Linked DNA regions of Macaca mulatta: region 2 is linked to region 1. The links are chromatin contacts, called in public Hi-C maps. All regions are on one chromosome and are shown on one strand. Each heading gives the region's core, a stretch centred on a gene start, on an enhancer-like site or on the middle of the called end of the contact. The rest is flanking DNA. Distances are from core to core; before and after follow the strand shown. Region 1 holds the start of RNF126 (ring finger protein 126). Region 2 holds the start of PTBP1 (polypyrimidine tract binding protein 1).

Evidence for each region. Hi-C and Micro-C count contacts between places; a contact is called where the count stands out from the background.
Region 2: a Hi-C map of fetal cortex germinal zone shows a contact between it and region 1, with 2.3 times the contacts expected there. The contact joins the promoter of PTBP1 here to the promoter of RNF126 in region 1. A contact is called at or near these places in 2 of 14 Hi-C or Micro-C datasets (fetal cortex germinal zone and liver).

The regions. Positions count from the first base shown.
Region 1 is chr19:1,316,356-1,320,728 of T2T-MMU8v2.0, forward strand. It overlaps RNF126 (ring finger protein 126), which reads right to left and starts at 1,797. Exons shown (of 9, transcript NM_001261265.1): 1 at 1,641-1,797. The coding sequence starts at 1,715. The region is part of intron 1 of PALM (paralemmin); the gene reads left to right.
Region 2 is chr19:1,447,884-1,452,029 of T2T-MMU8v2.0, forward strand. PTBP1 (polypyrimidine tract binding protein 1) reads left to right here and starts at 2,841. Exons shown (of 13, transcript XM_077978778.1): 1 at 2,841-3,063. The coding sequence starts at 2,925.

The DNA of each region.
Region 1 (4,373 bases), core at 547-3,046:
GTCACGGCCAGTGGGGACAGGAAGCGAGCGAGACCCCTGGGAGACAGAGGAGCAAGGCAAGGCTCAGTCTCAGCCCCAGAGCCTTCACCCCACATCCGAGATTTCACTTTATTTGTTCCTCCTGCGGGGGAGGGGAAACCCGGTGGCTTCAGTAGAGAGGAAACCACACCTCTCTCTCCACTTCTGGGCCTGGCACCGCTGTCCTGCCATGCCCCACTCTAGCACTCGTTTCTCCTCTGTGACCCCAGCCAGGCGGCTTCTCCCGACTCCCTCCAGCCCCTTCCTGGGTCTCTGCACTGCTTGTTGGGGGCTTGGGCTCCCCTTAGGGGTCAAAGCGTAGCAACAGCCAGGCGGCAACGCACACAGCACAGTAAATCCTCAATGCCTGCAGTCTCTTCCCCTGGGCACGGGGTGGGGAGTCCAGACCCCTCCACCTCCTGCAGCTGCTCCCCTCAAGCTCGTCAAGCGGCTCCGGACTGAGCCGGCTCTGCCCCTTTCCTGCTGAGCCACCACAGGCCTCAGTTTCCCCATCTATCAAGCAGGCGTGGCTCGACTAAATCACCACTTCCCACGTCAGCCTGGGGAAGGGGAACACGGGTTAAAAATGCAGACCACCGCCGGCCACGGTGGCTCACATCTGTAATCCCAGCGCTTTGGGAAGCTGAGGCAGGAGGATCGCTTGAGCCCAGGGGTTCAAGACCAGCCTGGGCAACACAGGGAGACCGTGTTCCTAAAAATAATATTAAAAATACAGACTGCTGAGCCCATTCCACACCGACTGACTCCGAAACCCTGGAAAAGGGGCCTGGAAATAGCACGTCCGACCAGCACAGCTCCCACCTCCCCCAAGGTGACATCAGGGCCGCGTGGGGAACCTTGCCCTGAACGAGCAGGAAGTAGCACTCGGAACGCCCAGGCCCAGGGTCCTCCCGGGCGAGGGGTGGCTGTAAACACCTCGAGGAGGAGGGGGCTGCCCGGCCAAGCCCCGGTAGGGGAAGAACGCAGGCTCCGGTCACAAAGCCCCGCCGGCGGGCCGCGCTCGGACCCCGGGACGGTGCCTGGAGCCTCCCGGGCCTGGGCCTGCCTCCAAGGCGGCGGCCAGGGCTCCACAAGGCGAACCTGCAGCGAGGCGCCGGCGCCCCAGACCACGCGCTCGGCGGGGGTCCCCTGGCGTTATTCTCGGGGTCCGAGCCCCGCCATCCCCTCCTCCAGGCCCCGCCAGGCCTGGCCCCTGCCCTGCGCCGCGCCACCGAGCAATACCCTCTCTCTGCTCGCCAGGCCTCAGTTTCTCCGTTTGCAAAACCAGGCTCACCGGACTCGGAGGTCCCACCTGGGATCCTCGCGGCCTCTCGGGTCGGGAACGCCGCGGATGTGGGGTCACCCAGCCGCGATCCCGCTGCGCCGCTCCGGCCAGGCCCCGCCTCCCGCCCAGGCCTCAGTTTCCCGCATGTGCAGGACGGGGTTCGCGCCCGCACCGCCCGGGTTCCCCGCGGATCCAGCCTGGGCCGGCGCTGCCCCGAGCCTCAGTTTCCCTATCTTGGCCAGCTCGCGCAAGCGACCCCCACCCCGGCCCCGGCCTCGGCCTTGCCTCAGGCCTGTGGCACAGACCCTGTCGCCCGTCGCCCTGGCCCGGGCCTCACCGGCAGGCGCGGGACGATCTCCACGGAGCAGCAGTGGCAGAAGTACCGTCCGGGCTGCGGCGACGCCTCGGCCATGGCCGCCGCCGCCTACTCCGCGCCGCCCGCCCCCCGCGCGGCGCCCGCCGCCGGCCGTTTGCTGCTCCCTCGCCGGCCGACGCGCCCGCGCACGCTCACGCACGGCACGCACGGCACGCGGGGCGGAGAGCGGACGCGGGAGCGGCGTAGGCTGCGCACTCGGCCGGCCGCGGACAGGGCGACGGTGGCCGCTGAGAGACAAAATAGGCCCGGCCGTTGGGCGGGGCTCCGGGCGGGGGCGGGGTTCCAGCGGGGGTGGGGCTTCCGACGGGGGCGGGGCCAAGTCCAGGCGGCGGAAGAGACGAGGAGCGGGGCCTGCGCGAGATGGAGCCGAGGCCCTCCTAGTCTCCCGAAGCTGCCAGGGTCCTCGTGTCCCTCAGTGCTTCCCTACCTCATCGCCTTCTCCCTTCATGGTGCTTCAGCCCACTGTCCCCACTGTTCCTGGGGCTCGCCAGGCGCCCTCTCCCCGCCCCCTCCCGGTGCAGCGCTCCCCCAACCCCCACGTGGCTTTCTTCCAGGTCTTTGCTCAAATGTCAGCTTACAAGGGCTCCTCTGCTGCCCTCCTGCCCCGTGGCACCGTCAGGTCAGCTGCGCAGCGAAGGGATTGTTGGACCCACAGCAGCGACTGACACACAGCAGGCATTCCCTCAGCGCTGCGGAATACAGGCAGACAGGGGCTCAGGGCGCTGCCTGGGCCTGGCTGGGACCCGTGGGGTCAGATAGAGGCTGAGGTCCGTGGCTTGTGGCCCTGTTTCCAAGATGCTCCGGAGGCTGACGGCCCAGGGGCCTCCCGGGTGCGGAGAGGGCAGGAAACCTAACCCCCACTTCCAAATTTAATCAGTAGACACGGTATCAACACCCAGCGCAGGCCAGGATCATGTCTGAGGTTCGTTCTGGCCCAATCATGCATGTATTTGTTTTTTTTTTTTTTTTTATACAGAGTCTGACTCTGTCACCCAGGCTGCAGTGCAATGGCACAGCCTCGGCTCACTGCAACCTCCACCTCCTGGGTTCAAGCGATTCTCCCGCCTCAGCCTCCCGAGTAGCTGGGACTAAAGGTGTGTGCCATCACACTGGCTAATTTTTGTATTTTTAGTAGAAACGGGGTTTCACTATATTTAGCCAGGCTGGTCTCGAACTCCTGAGTCATGATCCGCCCACCTCGGCCTCCCAAAGTGCTGGGATTACAGGCGTGAGCCACCGCACCCGGCCTCATGCATGTATTTCTTTATTCACTCAACGCTCATTGAGCACCTACTGCATACCAGACCCTATGCTGAAGGCACGCAGAGACCCCCGGCCCCATGAGATTGGACCAGAGTATGGGACTCAGGGGTGACCCCAGCTCTGCCTCGGGAGAGAGAAAGGGCTTCCGAGGGGAAAGGACATTGGAACCAGGGTTTTGAGGGATGAACAGGATTTGACTGGAGTTGGACTTCCTGCAAAGTGAGGCATTGGAGCCAGACTGTTGAGGAATTAAGAGTTGGAGCCTGTGCATTGAAGGGTTTTTTGTTTGTTTGTTTGTTTTGTTGTTGTTTGGTTTTTAGAGATGGAGTCTGGCTCTGTCGCCCAGGCTGGAGTGCAATGGCACGATCTCGGCTCACTGCAACCTCCGCCTCCCGGGTTCAAGTGATTCTCCTGCCTAAGCTTCCCCAGTAGCTGGGATTACAGGCCGGGCACCACCACGCCTGGCTAATTTTTGTATTTTTAGTAAAGAAGGGATTTCGCCATGTTGGCCAGGCTGACCTCAAACTCCTGACCTCAGGTGATCTGCCCGCCTCGGCCTCCCAAAGTGCTGGCATTACAGGCGTGAATCACCAAGCCCGTCCTGCATTTAGGTTTTTTTTTGTTTTTGTTTTTGTTTTGTTTTGTTTTTTTTGAGACGGAGTCTCGCTCTGTCGCCCAGGCTGGAGTGCAGTGGCGCGATCTCGGCTCACTGCAAGCTCCGCCTCCCGGGTTCACGCCATCCTCCTACCTCAGCCTCCCGAGTAGCTGGGACTACAGGCGCCCACAACCGCGCCCGGCTAATTTTTTGTATTTTTAGTAGAGACGGGGTTTCACCGTGGTCTCGATCTCCTGACCTTGTGATCCGCCCGCCTCGGCCTCCCAAAGTGCTGGGATTACAGGCGTGAGCCACCGCGCCCGGCCCTGCATTTAGGGTTTTGAATGTCGGAGGTTGGGGACGGGCTTGAGCCTCCTTCCTGTCCGTCTTTTCAGCAGCGAGAATCCAGTCATTCCTGCTCTGACCACCAGAGAGCGCACGGGCCCCGTCCCTAGGAATCCAGGAAAACCCCAGGCCGGGGAGGAGCAAGGCTTGCAGATTCAACACCAGGCCTCCCAGACCCAGCCCCTGCACCAGCCTTCGCCCTGCAGAAGTGTAGAAGGAGCAGCAGGCCTGGTTCAAAACGACACCAAACCACGAACTGGCTGTGTGTCCCTGGGCAAGTGGCTTAACCTCTCTGAGCAGGTGGCAGAACCTGAGGGTTTTCCGTTGGCTCGGGGCAGACGTGAGGACCCCTTGAACCTCCTCAGCCCTCCCTATGCTCTGCTGCCTGCCCTGAGTCACCTGCCCCTCACTGACCCCTCTCCAGCCTCACTGGCCGCCTTGGGTGGGTTGAGCAGTTTCCCACCTTGGGACCTTGCAAGGCCATTCCCTCT
Region 2 (4,146 bases), core at 1,591-4,090, 130 kb after region 1:
AGTCTTTGAAGGTACCATTAAGTGTCTTGACATGAGACCATCCTGGAGTAGGCAGGTAGACCCTAAATTCTGGGACATACACTCTCGTTTTTATTTTTACCCGTCTTTTAAGACAGAGTGTCACTCTGTTGCCCAGGCTGGAGTGCAGTGGCATAATCTAGACTCACGGCAGCCTCCGCCTCCCACGTTCAAGTAATTCTCCTGCCTCAGTCTCCCCAGCAGCTGGGATTACAGGCGCGAACCACCATCCCCGGCTAATTTTTTTTTTTTTTTTTTGAGACAGAGTCTCGCTCTGTCGCCCAGGCTGGAGTGCAGTGGCGCGATCTCGGCTCACTGCAAGCTCCGCCTCCCGGGTTTACGCCATTCTCCTGCCTCAGCCTCACGAGTAGCTGGGACTACAGGCGCCGCCACCTCGCCCGGCTAGTTTTTTTGTATTTTTAGTAGAGACGGGGTTTCACTGTGTTAGCCAGGATGGTCTCGATCTCCTGACCTCGTGATCCGCCCACCTCAGCCTCCCAAAGCGCTGGGATTACAGGCGTGAGCCACCGTGCCCGGCCTTAATTTTTGTATTTTTAGTAGAAACGGGCTTTCACCATGTTGGCCGGGATGGTCTCAGTCTCTTGACCTCGTGATCTGCCTGCCTCGGCCTCCCAAAGTGCTAGGATGACAAGCGTTTGTTTTCGTTTTTGTGTTTTAGAGATGGAGTTTCACTCTTGTTGCCCAGGCTGGGGTGCAATGGCGCAATCTTGGCTCACTGCAACCTCTACCTCCCGGGTTCAAGCGATTCTCCTACCTCAGCCTCCTGAGTAGCAGAGGTTACAGGAATGCACCACCACAGCCGGCTAATTTTTGTATTTTTAGTAGAGACAAGGTTTCTCCATGTTGGCCAGACTGGTCTTAAACTCCGGCCTCAGATGTGATCCACCCGCCTTGGCCTCCCAGAGTGCTGGGGTTACAGGTGTGAGCTACCAAGCCCGGCCAGACACTGTCTTAAAAAAAATAAAAATAAGAAAAGGAACTGGACGGGTGGCTGGTGATGTGAGCCTTGCTGGGTAAAGGGTGGCCTTGGGCTTATACTTGGAGCAAGACAGGAGCCCTGGTGGGGCCACGATCGGAAGTGGGTTTTAACACAATTCCGATGGGTTAGACCGGGGCTTGGAACCTGCTGGTCTCTACCACTGCCAGCTGCCACTCAGACCCCTGGCCCCTCCCTGTCTGTGCTCAGGATGGGGCCCATCCCAGGCACCCCAAGAACAGACAGCAGCGACTTGCTCTGGTGGTGTGAGGATGGGGGTCTCCAGGGGAGCAAATCCACAGTAACACGCTGGGCTTCTCCCAGATGGGCTGCAGACGGCTCTTGGTGAGTCTCCGTTGACCGGCTGGTTCAGGCCAAAGGACCTCGCCACGGAGCTCGGCGGCCACCCCTAATCCCGGCTGGAATCCTCTGGCTCCGGATGCCCGGCGGGGCTCCAAGTCTCCTGGGCCCACACCAGGCCCCGGCCTGAAACACGCTGGAGGGGCAGGGCGCTGGGCTCGTTTGGATTTGGGGAAAGGAGAATTGTCATGTCTTCTCCCTCCGTAGGTTGCTGCCAATGAAAAACCCTTTTGAGTATGGACGAAATCTCACTAAGTCTATTTAGGGAGCAGCGTGGACTCCGGGCTGGGAACTGCGCCAGCCGGATGCCCACCGTCTGAGGCTTTCAACCACAGCCCCGTTTGGGTTCCAGGTGTGGAGGGCTGGGGTCATCCCCTCACCCTGGGGTGGCTCCCAAGCTGCTGACCTGGCTTCCCTGACGGGCATCCCTACAGCTCTGTCCGACTCTTCATGCGATCAGCGCTCCCGGGAACATATACTTTGGGGTGTTTTCTGATGCTGGGATGGTGGCCCGTGAGGCAGGGAACCTCCTGGTGACCCTGCTGGGCCCGGCCCTGTTTCCCCAGCCGTAGGGTGGCAGCCTCGAACTATACAAGGTCCAGGCCACAGTTTCCTTAGCTGTAGGTCGGTGGGCTGTGCACTGTACGGGGCTTGGGCCTCAGTTTCCCCAGCTGTAAGTGGGCGGCCGTGGACTGTGTGTGGCTTGGGCCTCAGTTTCCCTAGCTGTAGGTGGGCGGCCTCGGACTGTACAGGGCCTGGGCCTCAGTTTCCCCAGCTGTAGGCGGGGAGGCCATCGACTGTGTGTGGCCCGGACCTCAGTTTCCCCAGCTTTAGGCCGTTGGCGGCGGACTATACAAGGTCCAGGCCTCAGTTTCCCCAGCTGCAGGCTGGCGGCCGCGGACTGTGCGGGGCCCGGGACTCAGTTTCCCTATCCCCGCAGTCGGGATTCGCTGTTTCGGGCGAACAAAGGACGGTCGGGGGTGACCCTGAATCATGGCGCGTCCGCAGTCTCTGTGGCCACTGTGGAAACAGCCCTGGCGAGTCCGGGACGCGACGCGGCCTTTCCCTCCCCGCGCGATCACCCAGACGTGAACGCTCAGTTTGAATCGGACTTTTTGGCCATGTGCCCACAAGCAACATGGAGCCCTGCGGGTTTCCTGCCCGACTCCAAGATGGCGACGCGACTCCCTTTGCCCTCATGGCCCAGGCCGGGGGGTCCTGCCCACTTGCAAGATGGCGGCAGCCTGGGCCAAGCACGCTTCCCTCCGCCTGACTCGCCACGTACCCAATCTCAAGATGGCGTCTCCCGCAAAGCCACGCGCCAGACGGCGGCTTGCTCACTGGCTCAGACGCCGTCACGTGCGCCCACTTTCTCTCCCTCCCCCGACTCCATAGGCCGTTTCCGCCTTCGGCCTTGACGAATGACCGCCTCCGCCAATAGGCGCCTTCGATTCCTCTGAGTCCCGCCCCCGGGAGACATTCTGGCCAGTGGGAGCCGCTGGCGGGGGCCCGCGGGGCTCTCCCCGCCCCCGGGCTGCGGCGAGAGCCAATGGGCAGCGCGCGCGGGGGACGTGTGCGGGCGTCTCCGCCATTTTGTGAGTCTATAACTCGGAGCCGTTGGGTCGGTTCCTGCTATTCCGGCGCCTCCACTCCGTCCCCCGCGGGTCTGCTCTGTGTGCCATGGACGGGTGAGTCGCACCTCGCCCCGCGCCCCGCCGCCCTCCCCGCGCTGCAGCCCTGCCCCCGCCGCCGCGCCGGCCTCCCCGGCGCCGATCTCGCCGCCGCCCGGGCGGGAGGGGCGGCGGGCTCTCCCCTTCCTCTCCGCGTGGCGGGCGCGGGCTCGGGGCGGGCCAGGGGTTTCCCGGGGATCTGGCCGCGTCCCCGTTCCCGTCCCCCGCCCGGCCCGCTTCCGGCCCCCGCGCGCCCCGTCCCGAGCGCACGCGGCCTCCCGCGCCCCTCCCCCTCCGCGCGCGGCCCCGCACTTCGCCTTTGCCCCGCCTCGGCGGCGCGCGGCCCTTCCCGCTTCCCGTCCGGCCCTTGCGCGCCCGCTTGGATGGCCCTTCCCGCCTCCCGTCCGCGCTCCTCGTGCGCCTGCGTAGCCCGTCGCGCGTCCCCGTTGGCCCCAGCGCGCGTGCGCGGCTGCCGTCGGGGGCGCGCGCCTTTCCCGCCTCCCGGACTCTGCCCCCGGCGCAGCCCCGGAAGCGCAGGCGGGGCTAGGGCGGCCGCCGGGAGGGAAAGCCGGCGCCGGGGCCTCGCCGCGGGCTGGAGGGTCTGCGCTCCCCGCCCTGCCCCCCGTGCGCCCTGGGCCGTGGCCAAGGGTTTCGGCGATCTCAGGAGAGAGGCGGCCTCCCCGGGGTCGGAGGGTCCTCTCCAGGGACCCCCGCGGGCGCCGTCATGGGGAGGGCCTTTCCGGCTCTCTGGCTGCGGCAGCCTTTCCGGGCGGCTTTGCGGGGCGGGCTTCCCCTGGGAGGGGTGGGAGCCCCTCCAGAAAGGCCGTGTCCCGCCGAGCGCTTCCTGCGCGAGGCCCTCCTTGGGAATAGGAAGCGGGAGAGGCGGGAGATGCTTCGCATTCTTTCCGTTTTCCTGAGAAGTTTTTCTTGGGCCCAGTTACATTTAAAAGTCTGTTAGGACGTGCTCCGTGCAGTCCGTGGTGTCACAGCGAGGAGGCGCGGCCCTAGAGTGGGTCTGGAGCCCTTGGCATGCGTCGGGGCAGGTGGGTCCTGCAGACGGCGAGCCGGGGCTTCCCGCTCTCGTCCCGGCGCCGCGGGCTT